Linked DNA regions of Sus scrofa: region 1 is linked to region 2. A link is a contact called in public Hi-C data. All regions are on one chromosome and are shown on one strand. Each heading gives the region's core, a stretch centred on a gene start, on an enhancer-like site or on the middle of the called end of the contact. The rest is flanking DNA. Distances are from core to core; before and after follow the strand shown. Region 1 holds the start of TXNIP (thioredoxin interacting protein). Region 2 holds the start of MCL1 (MCL1, BCL2 family apoptosis regulator).

What was found. A called contact is a pair of places that touch in the nucleus more often than the background predicts.
Region 1: a Hi-C map of mesenteric adipose tissue shows a contact between it and region 2, with 2.5 times the contacts expected there. The contact joins the promoter of TXNIP here to the promoter of MCL1 in region 2. A contact is called at or near these places in 3 of 47 Hi-C or Micro-C datasets (mesenteric adipose tissue, skeletal muscle and subcutaneous adipose tissue) and 1 of 2 datasets of contacts at active chromatin or transcription factors (skeletal muscle).

What each region holds. Positions count from the first base shown.
Region 1 is chr4:99,343,774-99,350,076 of Sscrofa11.1, forward strand. It overlaps TXNIP (thioredoxin interacting protein), which reads left to right and starts at 4,816. Exons shown (of 8, transcript NM_001044614.2): 1 at 4,816-5,327; 2 at 5,841-5,913; 3 at 6,036-6,183. The coding sequence starts at 5,078. LOC106510173 (a long non-coding RNA gene) reads right to left here and starts at 4,584. Exons shown (of 4, transcript XR_002343449.1): 1 at 4,446-4,584; 2 at 3,488-3,605.
Region 2 is chr4:98,558,303-98,564,860 of Sscrofa11.1, forward strand. MCL1 (MCL1, BCL2 family apoptosis regulator) reads left to right here and starts at 3,790. Exons shown (of 3, transcript NM_001348806.1): 1 at 3,790-4,622; 2 at 4,976-5,223; 3 at 5,850-6,558. The coding sequence starts at 3,932. The coding sequence ends at 5,966.

The sequences.
Region 1 (6,303 bases), core at 3,566-6,065, 790 kb after region 2:
GCTAGGGGTCGAATCGGAGCTGAAGACACAGGCCTACGCCATAGCCACACCTATGCCGGATCTGAGCTGTGTCTGCAGTATACATCACAGTTCATGGCAGTGCCAGATCCTTAACCCACCGAGCGAGGCCAGTGATCGAACCTGCATCCTCATGGATACTAGTTGGGCTCATTAACCACTGAGCCACGATAGGAACTCTTGCAATACAGTATTATTAACTGCAGCTGCCATGCTGTGCATTACACCCCCATGACTTATTTATTTTACTATTGGAAGTTTATACCTTTTGACTCCCTTCACCCCTTTTACCCATCTCCCACCCCTGGAAACCACCAATCTGCTTGGATGAAGTATTTAATAATTATAGCTAAACTGAAAAACAAGAACCCGGAGTTCCCATCGTGGCGCAGTGGTTAACGAATCCGACTAGGAACCATGAGGTTGCAGGTTCGATCCCTGGCCTTGCTCAGTGGGTTAACGATCCGGGGTTGCCGTGAACTGTGGTGTAGGTCGCAGATGCAGCTCGGATCCAGCGTTGCTGTGGCTCTGGCGTAGGCCGGCGGCTACAGCTCCGATTGGACCCCTAGCCTGGGAACCTCCATATGCCGCGGGAGCAGCCCAAGAAATAGCAAAAAGACAAAAACAAAACAAAATAAAACAAACAAACAAAAAAACAAGAACCCTTGCTAAGCAAACTAGAGATAAGACTCTAGATTAAGTATTAAGAATCCTGAGTTTGGCTCCACCATCTAGTAGCTGTACGTCTGAAGACAAGTTACTTAATTAAAATAAGGGAATATATTTTCTTTTAAAAAGACTGCTAGAGTTCCCTTTTACTTTAAAATTTTATGAGTCCTGTTCTAGACCCTTTGCAGTGACGATCAGACAAGATACCATGTGTTAAGAGAAGCAGGACAACACATAAGAAAGAGTACATACTTTATTTTTCTTGCCGAATGTGGAAGTTTTCAGGCTAGGAATCGAACCCACACCACAGCAATGACAACTCCCAGATCCTTAACCCACTGAGCCACTGAGGAACTCCCGAGAACATACTTTAGATCAGACAAATCTGGGGATAAGACCTGGCTCTATTTACAAAATCTATGACTGCAGGCAAATTACTTAACCCTCTGAGCCTGACTTAATCCTCCCTGAGTCACAGAGTTATTATGAGAATTGAATGAAATAACTTAAGCTTAAATCCTTTTTGGAACAAGGTGACAGAAGAAACCTATAAATAAGATATTACTGAGATAACTATGTAAAGGACCTAGTCCATTACAGGTGTTCAATAAATAACAAAAAAGTCATTTTGAATTCTAAGCTCTTATTTACCTACAACTTGTAGGCATACATAAAATTGGTCTCAAATTCCACACTCCTTTTCAAACCTTTATTTGCCCCAGAAATAACATTTCCAGAGTTCCTGTCATGGCTGAGTGGTAAGGAACCCAACTAGCACCCATTAAGATTTGAGTTCAATCCCTGGCCTCAATCAGTGGGTTAAGGATCCAGTATTGTCGTGAGCTGTGGTGTGGGTCGAAGACGAAGCTCGGATCCGGCCTTGCTACAGCATGGGCCAGCAGCTGCAACCCCTAGTCTGGGAACTTCCATATGCTGTGGGTAGGGCCCTGAAAAAGCAGGAAAAAAGCAAACAAACAAACAAAAATCCCCTAAGGGAACAGGTGAACAATAAGAGTAAAAGGGAAGTTTACAGAATGGAGATGATGGTAGTGATTAAAAGGACAAAGAAAGAGGTTATTAGGAAATTTGAGTCTTTTAGCGTCCTAAATGTTTATCAGACCAGAGGTTAAAGAAAAGGGAAATGCAGCCAGCGCCGGCCCCCCCTCCCCCCGCAACTAATTGCTGTGGGCGCTTGCCTCCCTGAAAGCAAACACCACCACTTGGTTTCTGATTGGCGTTGGGATTGGTGAGGGTGGGGAAGGAGCAGGTAGAGATGATCTAATTTGAAAAACTGGACTTAGTCCTTTGCTTTTCCTTACTGGACTTGCCCTTTTTCTTCCTTGAACCACACAAGTGTTTGTACCCTGTTTTCAGGACAGTAGTTTACAAGATAGATTTCTTCCTTTGACGAAGGAACTGAGAAAGAAGAATCAGAAGGCACGTTTTATGAAAATATTAGGTGAAAGGTTATAAACAAGTCTGTCCAGGAGGACTCCGTTTCAGAACATGCCTTGGCTACAGGCCCTGTAGGCAGCTGCTGCTGCCAAAGAGAAATAGTTTTTTGGCATTTAAGGGAACCCAGGCATAGCACAGAGCAAACAAGTGGTCTGTACAGAGTTCCGCAAAAAGGGAACGAAAGAAACTGGAGCCCAAAAGAGGAACTTAGAGCAAGAGAGAATGATATTAATATATATTTTTAAATTTAAAGTCAGTACTTCATAGGTGTGCCAAAATAAATATCAGCATTCCCTTTTGTCTAAGATGTCCCAAGTCAACAGCACCATGGTCTACTACACTCACCTCCCCTCCCACTCCCTCAAAATTTGTGTAGTTACACATCCCACACTATTTAACAATATTGGTTCATGTATTTCTTTGTAAAGGTTTTGATATTTTGTATTTGTGTAGGCTTTCATGCAACAAACTAAATATTCTCACAGAAGCCACAATTCATATTTTTAAAATTACTTTACTGAGAGCCCCACATTTCCTACTGTAGATAAATCAGTCAATATTGCTGACCATTGAAAACAACTCAGGCCTTATTTGTTAACTTTCTTGAACAGGGTGCCTCGTCAAATCCACATACCCTAAAGGATCAACATGTTTCCTTTCCTTCCTGGGGTGTGTGTGTGTGTGTGTGTGTGTGTGTGTATGTGTGTGTGTGTTTCCAGCATTCGTAATACCTGAGTTCTGAGCTAATAATAGTGGGGTTGAGTTGTAACTTGTTAGCCTTAGGGTGTCAACCCAGTTAGAGAGTGTGAGGAAAGATGAAGGATCCTTAAGAGCAATGAATAGTCTTCTTTTTGCTGAGAGGGTAGGATTTCTGCATATCCTAATGCTTCTTATTTACTTATCCAACTCAATCTTGAGGACATTGTCTTCCTCTTTCTAGCACAAGAAATGAAACAATAATCTCCTGATGCCCCAACATAACCATGAGAGGGGCTCAGGTATCAAAGAAAAGGGAGAAGAATCCCTGTGTCTCTACACACAAGTTTTTCTTATTGCATTTTTTTTTTTTTTTTTGGCTTTTTTTTAAGGGCCGCACCCACAGCATGTGGAGGTTCCCAGGCTAGGGGTCAAATCGGAGCTGTAGCCTCTGGCCTACACCACAGCCACAGCAACGCCAGATCCTTAGCCCACTGAGTGAGGCCAGGGATTGAACCCACGTCCTCATGGATGCGAGTCCGGTTGTTAACCACTGAGCCACGATGGAAACTCCTCTTATTGCATTTTTGAGAAATTGCTTGGGAGTCAGCTCCTAAGGCATCTCATGGCCAGCTAGGGAAAAACCCACCTGTCAGCAAGCCAAATGACAACACAGGATGAGGAGTCAGGTTCTCTTCCAGCTTTAGCATATAGCGTGCCAGTGAACCTTCGGTCTTCTCTTTGCTTTCTTAGCAATTTCTGAACAACTTAGAAAAAAAAAAAAACTTTTCAAAGATAGGAAATGCTTCCTTCAAACAGGACACTTTGGTTACAGACCAGAGAACTTTACTGCTTTTAATTAACTTGAAGGCTGTGAGGAGGGTGGGCAGCAGATTTAGGGATGTACCTTTGATTTAGTAAATTGGAGAGGGAACGAAGGCAAGAAAGAGTTAAAGTTATTCAGAAAAAAAGCGCAGAATGAAGCATCCTTTTTTTTCCCCCTTTCCTGGAGAAGTAGGGAGGGAGAGGTAACCTGAGCCTAGAGAACACAATTTACTAAAGAAGTGATGAGGTAACTGGGAGAACAGAAACAAAGTGTCCCTCAACTTTGCAGGTTAGGGACTGAAGAGATGAGGGCATTAGCAACAGGATGTGGCCGCGCCCTTACTGTTTCCGGTCCAGAGAACAGAGAGAACTGAGTTGGGGGCGCAGGGGCTGAGGAACAGCCCAGCACCAAGCCCTGAGCCCTGGGGGCTGGAAAGGGAGGAAAAAGGCTGGTAGGTCCCACACGCGCGCTTCCCTGTGTGCGCGGAGAAGAGGGTAAAAATTTGTGACAAATTCTCATTTCCTTCTCACATCAGCTTATTTTTTTTGGGGGGGGGGTGTTTTTAATAGAGATGCGGGGCAAGAAGACAAAGGGGCTCGTCCTGAATAATAACAGCAGCACTCCTTGCCCTCCGCCCCAATCCTAAAGTATTCTTGGCGCTCGGGGATTGTTTTTCACACGACTTGCGATTTGTGAGCCGGGAATAAACGGTCGCCTCTAAATTAACTGCACTGGCAATGGCTAGGCACGAAATTCCCTCATAAGCACATTTTCCTTTTACCTCGAAATGTCGCTCCAGCCCAGAAGCATCCTCATTCGCCCTCCCAAGGCCACTGGCCTCGGATAAATTTTAGGGTCTGCGAATGCTTCGTTCCTTTGGGCTCCCGGGAAGCCGCCCACGGCCCCTGCGCCCCCTCCTCCCAGGGCCGCAGCAGTGCACAACAACCATTTTCCCCGCCAGGAGCACACTGTGTCCACGCGCCGCTGCGACTTCGCTGATTGGTCGGGCTCCTGGTAAACATGGAGCGGGCAGCCAATGGGCGGGCTGTGCACGAGGGCTGCACGAGCCTCCGGGCCAGCGCTCGCGTGGCTCTGCCTGCCCGGCTACTATATAGAGCAGTTTATAGCTCTCAGCACAAGCTATCCTTTCCACTCCTCTGGCAGATCGCTGTTAGCTTTCCCGCCGAGATCCGGAGCTCTCCTCCAGCTGTTGGAGGAAAGACAGGAAAGAGCTTATTTTTCTTTTGAAATACCTTGGCACAACCAGCAAGGGAACATCTTGTCGAACATTTAATAGAGAGTTGAAAAGTGAAATAATTTTAATTCATTGCAAAGGGCCCTTTGATTCGGGGTTTTGTTTTTCACTCCTGCCCCCTGCCCCGTTTCTAACTCTCAAGTCAACCGAGCCCAAACATGGTGATGTTCAAGAAGATCAAGTCTTTTGAGGTGGTCTTTAACGACCCCGAAAAGGTGTACGGCTGTGGGGAGAAGGTGGCTGGCCGGGTGATAGTGGAGGTGTGTGAAGTCACTCGAATCAAAGCTGTCAGGATCCTGGCTTGTGGAGTGGCCAAAGTCCTGTGGATGCAGGGATCCCAGCAGTGCAAACAGACCTTGGACTACCTGCGCTATGAAGACACTCTTCTCCTGGACGACCACCCAACAGGTAAGTGACCCAGCTGTTGACTGGAGGGCGAAAGCTGATTTGAGAAGAGAGTTGATACGAATAAATAGAGCCTACACTAAATATTCTAAGTTGCTCAGGTGGTGTGGTTTGAATTTTGTGTCAATTCCTTATCTTTTTGTTTCTTTTTAATTTACAATCCCTGCCCACCCAAAAGGGTGATTTGTACAATTTCTTGTGGTGCTGTGTTCTGGAGATGTTGAAGGATGTTGCCTTACCTATTGAAACATTTCTGTGCATAAGTTGCTTATTCTTTGCTTGCTTCTTGTTTGAGATGATTGTAGCTTAACTGTCCTGGTTGAGCCTGTCAACACTACAGGGCTTTGCAACTTTTTGCCCAACAAAATACATCAGAATCTGTCATTTAGGAACAAAAGGGATGAGAATACGAGTTCTGCAATACTCTTGCGTGATGCCTAAGAATTCCTTATCGGCACAGATGCATTTTAAGTGTAACAGGAAACCTAATGGTTACTTGCTTATCTCTCTTTTCAGGGGAGAATGAGATGGTGATCATGAGACCTGGAAACAAATATGAATACAAGTTTGGCTTTGAGCTTCCTCAGGGGTAGGTATCAGCTAAATGCATCTGTGGACTTATCTGTCTCTAAAAATCTTCCCCTCCTTTGATCACTCACTGTTCTTGGAGAGCATTTTTTTAAGTTAGTTGTTTCCTTTTTCTTTATAAAGGCCTCTGGGAACATCTTTCAAAGGAAAATATGGGTGTGTAGACTACTGGGTGAAGGCTTTTCTTGATCGCCCAAGCCAGCCAACTCAAGAGACAAAAAAACACTTCGAAGTGATGGATCTAGTGGATGTCAATACCCCTGATTTAATGGTAAAGTCATTCTAAGATTCTGTTCTTTTTGGGCTCAGGGGTGCTAAGTCAAATGTCTAGGGCATTAAAAGTGAAGCCCCTCGGGGAATCAAGTCCTAAATCATCAAGGTGGGAGGGAAG
Region 2 (6,558 bases), core at 2,540-5,039:
ATACATGCCTACAAAAAAGAATGGCATAGTCGGGATGTCAACAATGCTTTTCTTTTGCAGTTCAGGACTGTGGCCAATATCGTTATCCTAAGAACAAGAGCCATTCTTGATATGGAGTGTGCACATATCCAGAGGTTTCTCTGAGTAATACCAGATATCAGAAGACCTTCTAAGCGAACTAAAATTCCCTGAGGACAGGACCCCAGACATCCTGGAAACATGCTAACTCCTTGCCTCTAAGCTGTAGACACTCTTTCCGCTCATTGTGAAAGCAGAGGTTTTCTAGCACTCAGTCCATAGTAGTCTGGAAGGTGGTTTACCTGTTAACCGTGTATAATATGGATGTATGTTTTATGATAATGTCACACTCCACACTTTCATCTCTTAGTCATCAAGCCCTCTAGACTCTGCCTCCACAGTGTCATTTTATCTTTTCCATTTCCACTACCACCACCTGAATTCAGGTCACCATTAACTTTTTTTTTTTTTTTTGGTCTTTTTGCCTTTTCTAGAGCCGCTCCCTCGGCATATGGAGGTTCCCAGGCTAGGAGTCTAATCGGAGCTGTAGCCGCCAGCCTACACCAGAGCCACAGCAACACAGGATCTGAGCCGAATCTGTGACCTACACCACAGCTCATGGCAACGCCAAATCCTTAACCCACTGAGCAAGGGCAGGGATTGAACCCGCAACCTCATGGTTCCTAGTTGGATTCATTTAACCACTGAGCCATGATGGGAACTCCATAGGACACCATTAATTCTTGCCTATCATATTGCAGTAGCATCCTAACTTATTTACTTCCAATCCTTTCTTTCTTGATCCATTCTAAAACCCACAATTAGAGCAATGAACCCAAAGTAGAGCATATATCATGGTACTCTAGTTCTCAGTGGTTTCCCAACTGCCTAGAAAAGTTCTAAGCTCTTCAACTGGCTTTCAAAACCATAACCCCAACCCACTTTTCTAGCCTTTATGTATTCCATATTAGTAAACATTTAGATTTATCCATTCAGCAATTGAGTGTCTAAGGTGTGGCTAAGGTTACAAAGGGAAACAAGATAAGTTGCCTCATCAAGTGGATAGTCCTTGGAAAAGATGACTAAAACTGAAGAGAGTAGCCAGTGCAGAAGAGGGAAAACCAGGAGAGGTGGTGGCCTAAAAGGCACCTGAAGAATGTGTTTCAAGAAGGGAATGGTTAGGAGTTCTCCTGTGGCTCAATGGGTTAAGGACCCAGCATTGTCAGTGCAGCAGCTCGGGTCACTGCTGTGGCGTAGGATCAATCCCTGGCCCAGGAACTTCCACAAGCTGTGGGCTCGGAAAAACAAACAAACAAAAGGAAATGATTGAACACCTGTTAAGTTCTGCTGAGAGGTCAAGTAAAATGAGGAATGCAAATTAACCACTGGAGTTTAGCCAAGTGGAGGTCATGATAACACTGACAAGAATGGGTTCAGTGAAGTGGTGAGAAGTGGATTCAAGAGAGAAAAGGAAGGAGGTTGAAGATTTTTGTTACAAAAAGGGGATCAAAGAATTTAGGTTCTAAGGAAGGCTTTCTAAAGATGTGAGAAAGAACATCAAGTTTGTGTGCTGATGGAATGATTCAATAGGGAAAGAGAGGAGCTCCCTGGTGGTCTAGTGGTTAAGGATTCATCATTGTCATAGATCGTGGAGTGGATTCAAGCCCTGGCCAGGGAATTTCCACTGCCTCGAATTTGTGTGCTGATGTAATGATTCAATAGGGAGAGAGAGGAGCTCCCTGGTGGTCTAGTGTTAAGGATTCATCATTGTCATGGATTGTGGAGAGGATTCAATCCCTGACCAGGGAATTTCCACTGCCTCAGGCATGGCCAATAAATAAATGTGAGTAGATTGAGAGAAATTGATGGTGCAAGGGATAACTGCAAGGACTTGAAGAGACAAGGAGATGCGATCCAGTGCACAAGTGAAGAGATTGATCTGGGATGGTAGGGAAGGTTTATTCATTTTAACTGTAGTAATGGCAGACAGAATGGAAACGGGAGAAAATTCACAGATTTGCTGATGAGAAATGAAGTTTTTTTGGAGTTCCTGTTACGGTGCAGCAGAAATGAATCAGCCTAGTATCCATGAGGTTCAATCCCTGGCCTCGCTCAGTGGGTTGGGGATCCGGTGTTTCCGAGAGCTATGACGTAGGTGGAAGACGCGGCTTGGATCGGTATTGCTGTTGCTGTGGTGTAGGCAGGCAGCTGTAGCTCCAATTCGACCCTAGCCTGGGAACCTCCATATGCCACAGGTGCAGCCCTAAAAAAGCAAAAAAAAAAAAAAAAAAAAAGAAAGAAAGAAATGAAGTTTTTCTCCTCTGATTGTTTCCATTTTCTCAGTAAGTTAAAAGCTTAAAGTGAGGCTGGGAGAAGGGAATATGGGACGTTTAAGGATATAAAAGAAGGTGTTCAATAGTCATCTTGGATCACAGGAGAGTGAATCGATTAAGGAACTGCAATAGGATTACTGAACACTTGAGATTTCTGGCTATAAGCTTAAAGTGAAACCAGCAATGCACTTCCTTCTACAGCCTCTGAAGAAGAAACCGCTTTTGCACGCAAATTTGCTCAATCTCTTTCCCCTAAATAAAATCGCGTTCTAGAAAGCAGAGCAGAAAAAGCTACCTCTTCCATAAAGTCTTCCCCTAGCTCTCCTAGCCGAAAGTGAATTTTCCAGCCTCTTAATTCCAATATTAAGTTGTTGATGCCTCCTATATTCCATCTCACATTATGGTTTGTTGCTGTGCAAGATTTTACATTCCTTAAATAGATAAACCATTTCTTATTCACTACAACCGCAGGATGTTTCTCTCCAAACTTTCTGCCCCTTATTATAAAGCTCCATGCTTCTAGGTCTTGCCCAAATACATAATCCTGTGGTACAGGTGCCCTATTTCCTTATTAAAGTGATGTTTTCAGGAATAGGAACCATGCTCACCTTTCCTGCTTCTGTCCCTCAAATACTTTGCTCTTGAATTTTAGCTATTACTAATTTTACAGATCTTTTAGGAAAAACAGGTTGCTTCAATTAATGTTAACTCACATATATGGTATATAACAAGATCCATGTCCTTAAGGGGTTTACCCCTAGATTCAAATGTCTCTTATCAACGTAAGTGGTATCAAGAGTCTCAGAAGATGTAGTGAACGAGTAAGACATATATAAAAAGCATGAGAGAGATGGCGATGGGAGAAAGCAAATAGGGAGACAGGCATAAAATTTAGCTGGAGCAGAACAATTTCGCTTTGCGAATTTACGTAAAAATGATTCTATAGGTCAGTCCATGGAGCGTCCCCGTTTCCACACAATGTTGGAATGAGAGTACAGAGCTGAGGTTGCGCAAAATAACTACATTTTCCCAACAGTGTCCTCATATTCATCCATCCTAAGGCTGTGGTCCCGCATCCGTGGCAGAATTTACTCATCCCTCTTCCTCAATCTCCGAGTGACTCGAGGGTTAGGACTGTGGTGTGGGGGAAAAAAAAAACAACCCTCCGGTACAAAAGCAACAGAAGGGGCTTGCAAATCAGCACTCAGGGAAGCGACGAGGTAGCAATCCCCAGCCGGCCCAGACCGGCACGGGTGAAGAGCGCAAGCCCACCTTGCAGAGGGCTGGAGCCAAGGTTACGTAACGGGCCGCGAGAGGTTCGGAGAGCCGGAAGCCCCGCCCCCCGAACCGCCGGTTAGGTGCCGTGCGGTGCTGCATTCTCCGGAAGCTTCCGCCCCTTGCCCTTTTACGGGGGTTCAATTTTTTTTTTTTTTTTTTTAGAGAGTTGCTGACGCCACTGCGGACTGGTTCTAAAACTGCGATCTAGGAGTGCCTCTCTCAGACCTTACTTCCGCTTCCTTCCCGTAAGGAGTCGGGCCTCCCCCATTTTTCTGCCAAGGTGGTGGCGGCGGCGGCTTGCGATGTTTGGCCTCCAGAGAAACGCAGTAATCGGACTCAACCTCTACTGTGGGGGGGCCGGATTGGGGCCTGGAAGCGGCAGCAGCGCCTCCGCTCCGGGAGGCCGTCTCTTGGCTACGGGAAAAGAGGCCACGGCCCGGCAAGAGGTAGGGGGAGGGGAAGCCGGCATGGTGATTGGCGGAAGCGCCGGCGCGAGCCCCCCGTCCACTCCTGCGCCAGACGCCCGGAGGGTCGCGCGGCCCTCGCCCATTGGCGCCGAGGGCCCCGACGTCACCGCGACCCCCGCCAGACTGCTGTTCTTCGCGCCCACCCGCCTCGCGTCGCCGCCTGAAGAGATGGAATCCCCGGCCTCCGACGCCATCATGTCTCCCGAAGAGGAGCTGGACGGGTACGAGCCGGAGCCCCTCGGGAAGCGGCCGGCCGTCCTGCCCTTGCTGGGGTTAGTCGAGGAGGCCAGTAGTGGCCCCGGCACGGACGGCTCGCTCCCCTCGACGCCGCCCCCGGCAGAGGAGGAGGAGGACGAGTTATACCGGCAGTCCCTGGAGATTATCTCTCGGTACCTTCGGGAGCAGGCAACCGGCGCCAAGGACGCGAAGCCAATGGGCGGGTCTGGGGCCGCCAGCCGGAAGGCGTTAGAGACCCTGCGACGGGTCGGGGACGGGGTGCAGCGCAACCACGAGACGGCCTTCCAAGGTAAGGGGGTTAGTCGTGAAGGCTGCCCTGCTTTTTCTTTCTCTTTAGCTCTCTGGACTCACGCACCTTCGGTGGGTGGAAACCGAAACGAGTCCATGTTGAAACGACTCTTATCCCATTTCTGAAACCAGAATATTCTGGCCGTGAGTCATTGTTTCCGCCCACTTGATTCTTTTGGAAATGGCAGCTCTGTTCAAAGCCCGGAAAGGGTGGGATGTCAATTTTCAAGTGGGAACGGCCTAAATTCTATAGAGCTCAAATAGCGATTTCCCCCGTCGTGGGTGGGCAGGCGAATCGTGCCCTGGTTTAGACAAAGGAGGCGGTGAGAACCTGCATGCTTTTTTTCCTCTCAGGCATGCTTCGGAAACTGGACATCAAAAACGAAGACGATGTCAAATCTTTGTCTCGAGTGATGGTCCACGTTTTCAGTGACGGAGTAACAAACTGGGGCAGGATTGTGACTCTTATTTCTTTTGGTGCCTTTGTGGCCAAACACTTGAAGAGTATAAATCAAGAAAGCTGCATCGAACCGTTAGCAGAAAGCATCACAGATGTTCTCGTAAGGACAAAACGAGACTGGCTAGTCAAACAAAGAGGCTGGGTAAGTTTCATTTAAGGTTGAAAAGGGGACTTGAAGAAGTGGGGATGGAGTGGAGGGTTTTATAGAGAAAGGGGATATCTAGAGGTTTTTACAGATGCACAACTCAGTTTTCGGGCTCTAACTTAATGTACCTCTGAATACGTTGCATCAAAAATTCTAGTTTTATGAAAAGTTTAGGCTATTTTACTGATTGAGTCTTTCGTTTTGGGTTATTTTACTATAATTCAGCTGGATACTCCTCACACCAGTGGATTCAAATTATGAAGAAACAAAAAATCACCTGGAGATAATAGAAAAAATTATTGAAATTGCTCCTCCCTTTTAATTGCATAATCTGTCTCCTTTGCAGTCTGGGGGTAATAATTGGTTCCTGGTTGTGTTTTGGGAGGAACCTTAGCTATTTTAATTCATCTCTTTTTTTGTGTGGCCACACCCAAGACTTGCAGAAGTTTCCAGGCCAGAAATCGAACCCGCACCACAGCAGCAGCCCTAGCCACTGCAGTGACAATGCCGGATCCTTAACCCACTGAGCCACACGGGAACTCGTAATCTTTTCTTTATAAACAGTGTTTTTAAGCCAGTGGAAGCCTGTACTTGAAAATGTGCTTTTCTTTTTTGTTTTCTAGGATGGGTTTGTGGAGTTCTTCCATGTAGAGGACCTAGAAGGCGGCATCAGAAATGTGCTGCTGGCTTTTGCAGGTGTTGCTGGAGTAGGAGCTGGTTTGGCATATCTAATAAGATAGCCTTTTAAGTGCAATAATTGACTCTTAACCAACTCCAGCCACAAAATCCTACGTCTGTGAAATCAAATGTATTTATGAAGTTGGACTTCAGACTGTCTAGGCCATAATCTCCAAGAGGTCTACTCTAGCAACAGAGAAAAGCAAGTGGCAAGAGGATTATGACTGAAATAAATACCTGGGAAAAGTAGTTTCCTTTGAAGAGTCACTGTCTGAAAGAAGCAGAATTCAGTTTCAGCAAAGTCAAACTTTGGGAGGCCTTGAAGAGTACTTTTTAGACTTAGGGTCGATAGTAGGGTAAAGAGACTTTAATTACCTTGTCTAGAACAGGAAAGAGGCCAGTAGCCAGGCTAGTCCTAGAGTTCATTAAATATGCCCACGGACTTCATTAACTTTCTTTAGTGTCAGAAGAGAAGCACTAACAACACCACTGGTGTGTGTAAAGTGGATTTAAGCTACAGGTAATAGAACTATGATCTGAAGCCCCAATACTGTACAACAGCATGTGAAGGGAAGCTTTTTCCTCTCTATAACTAGCTTTTCCCAAGTGTTCTTCTTGAATAGAAAGTCCAAGTGCTCAGGACATTTATACCTG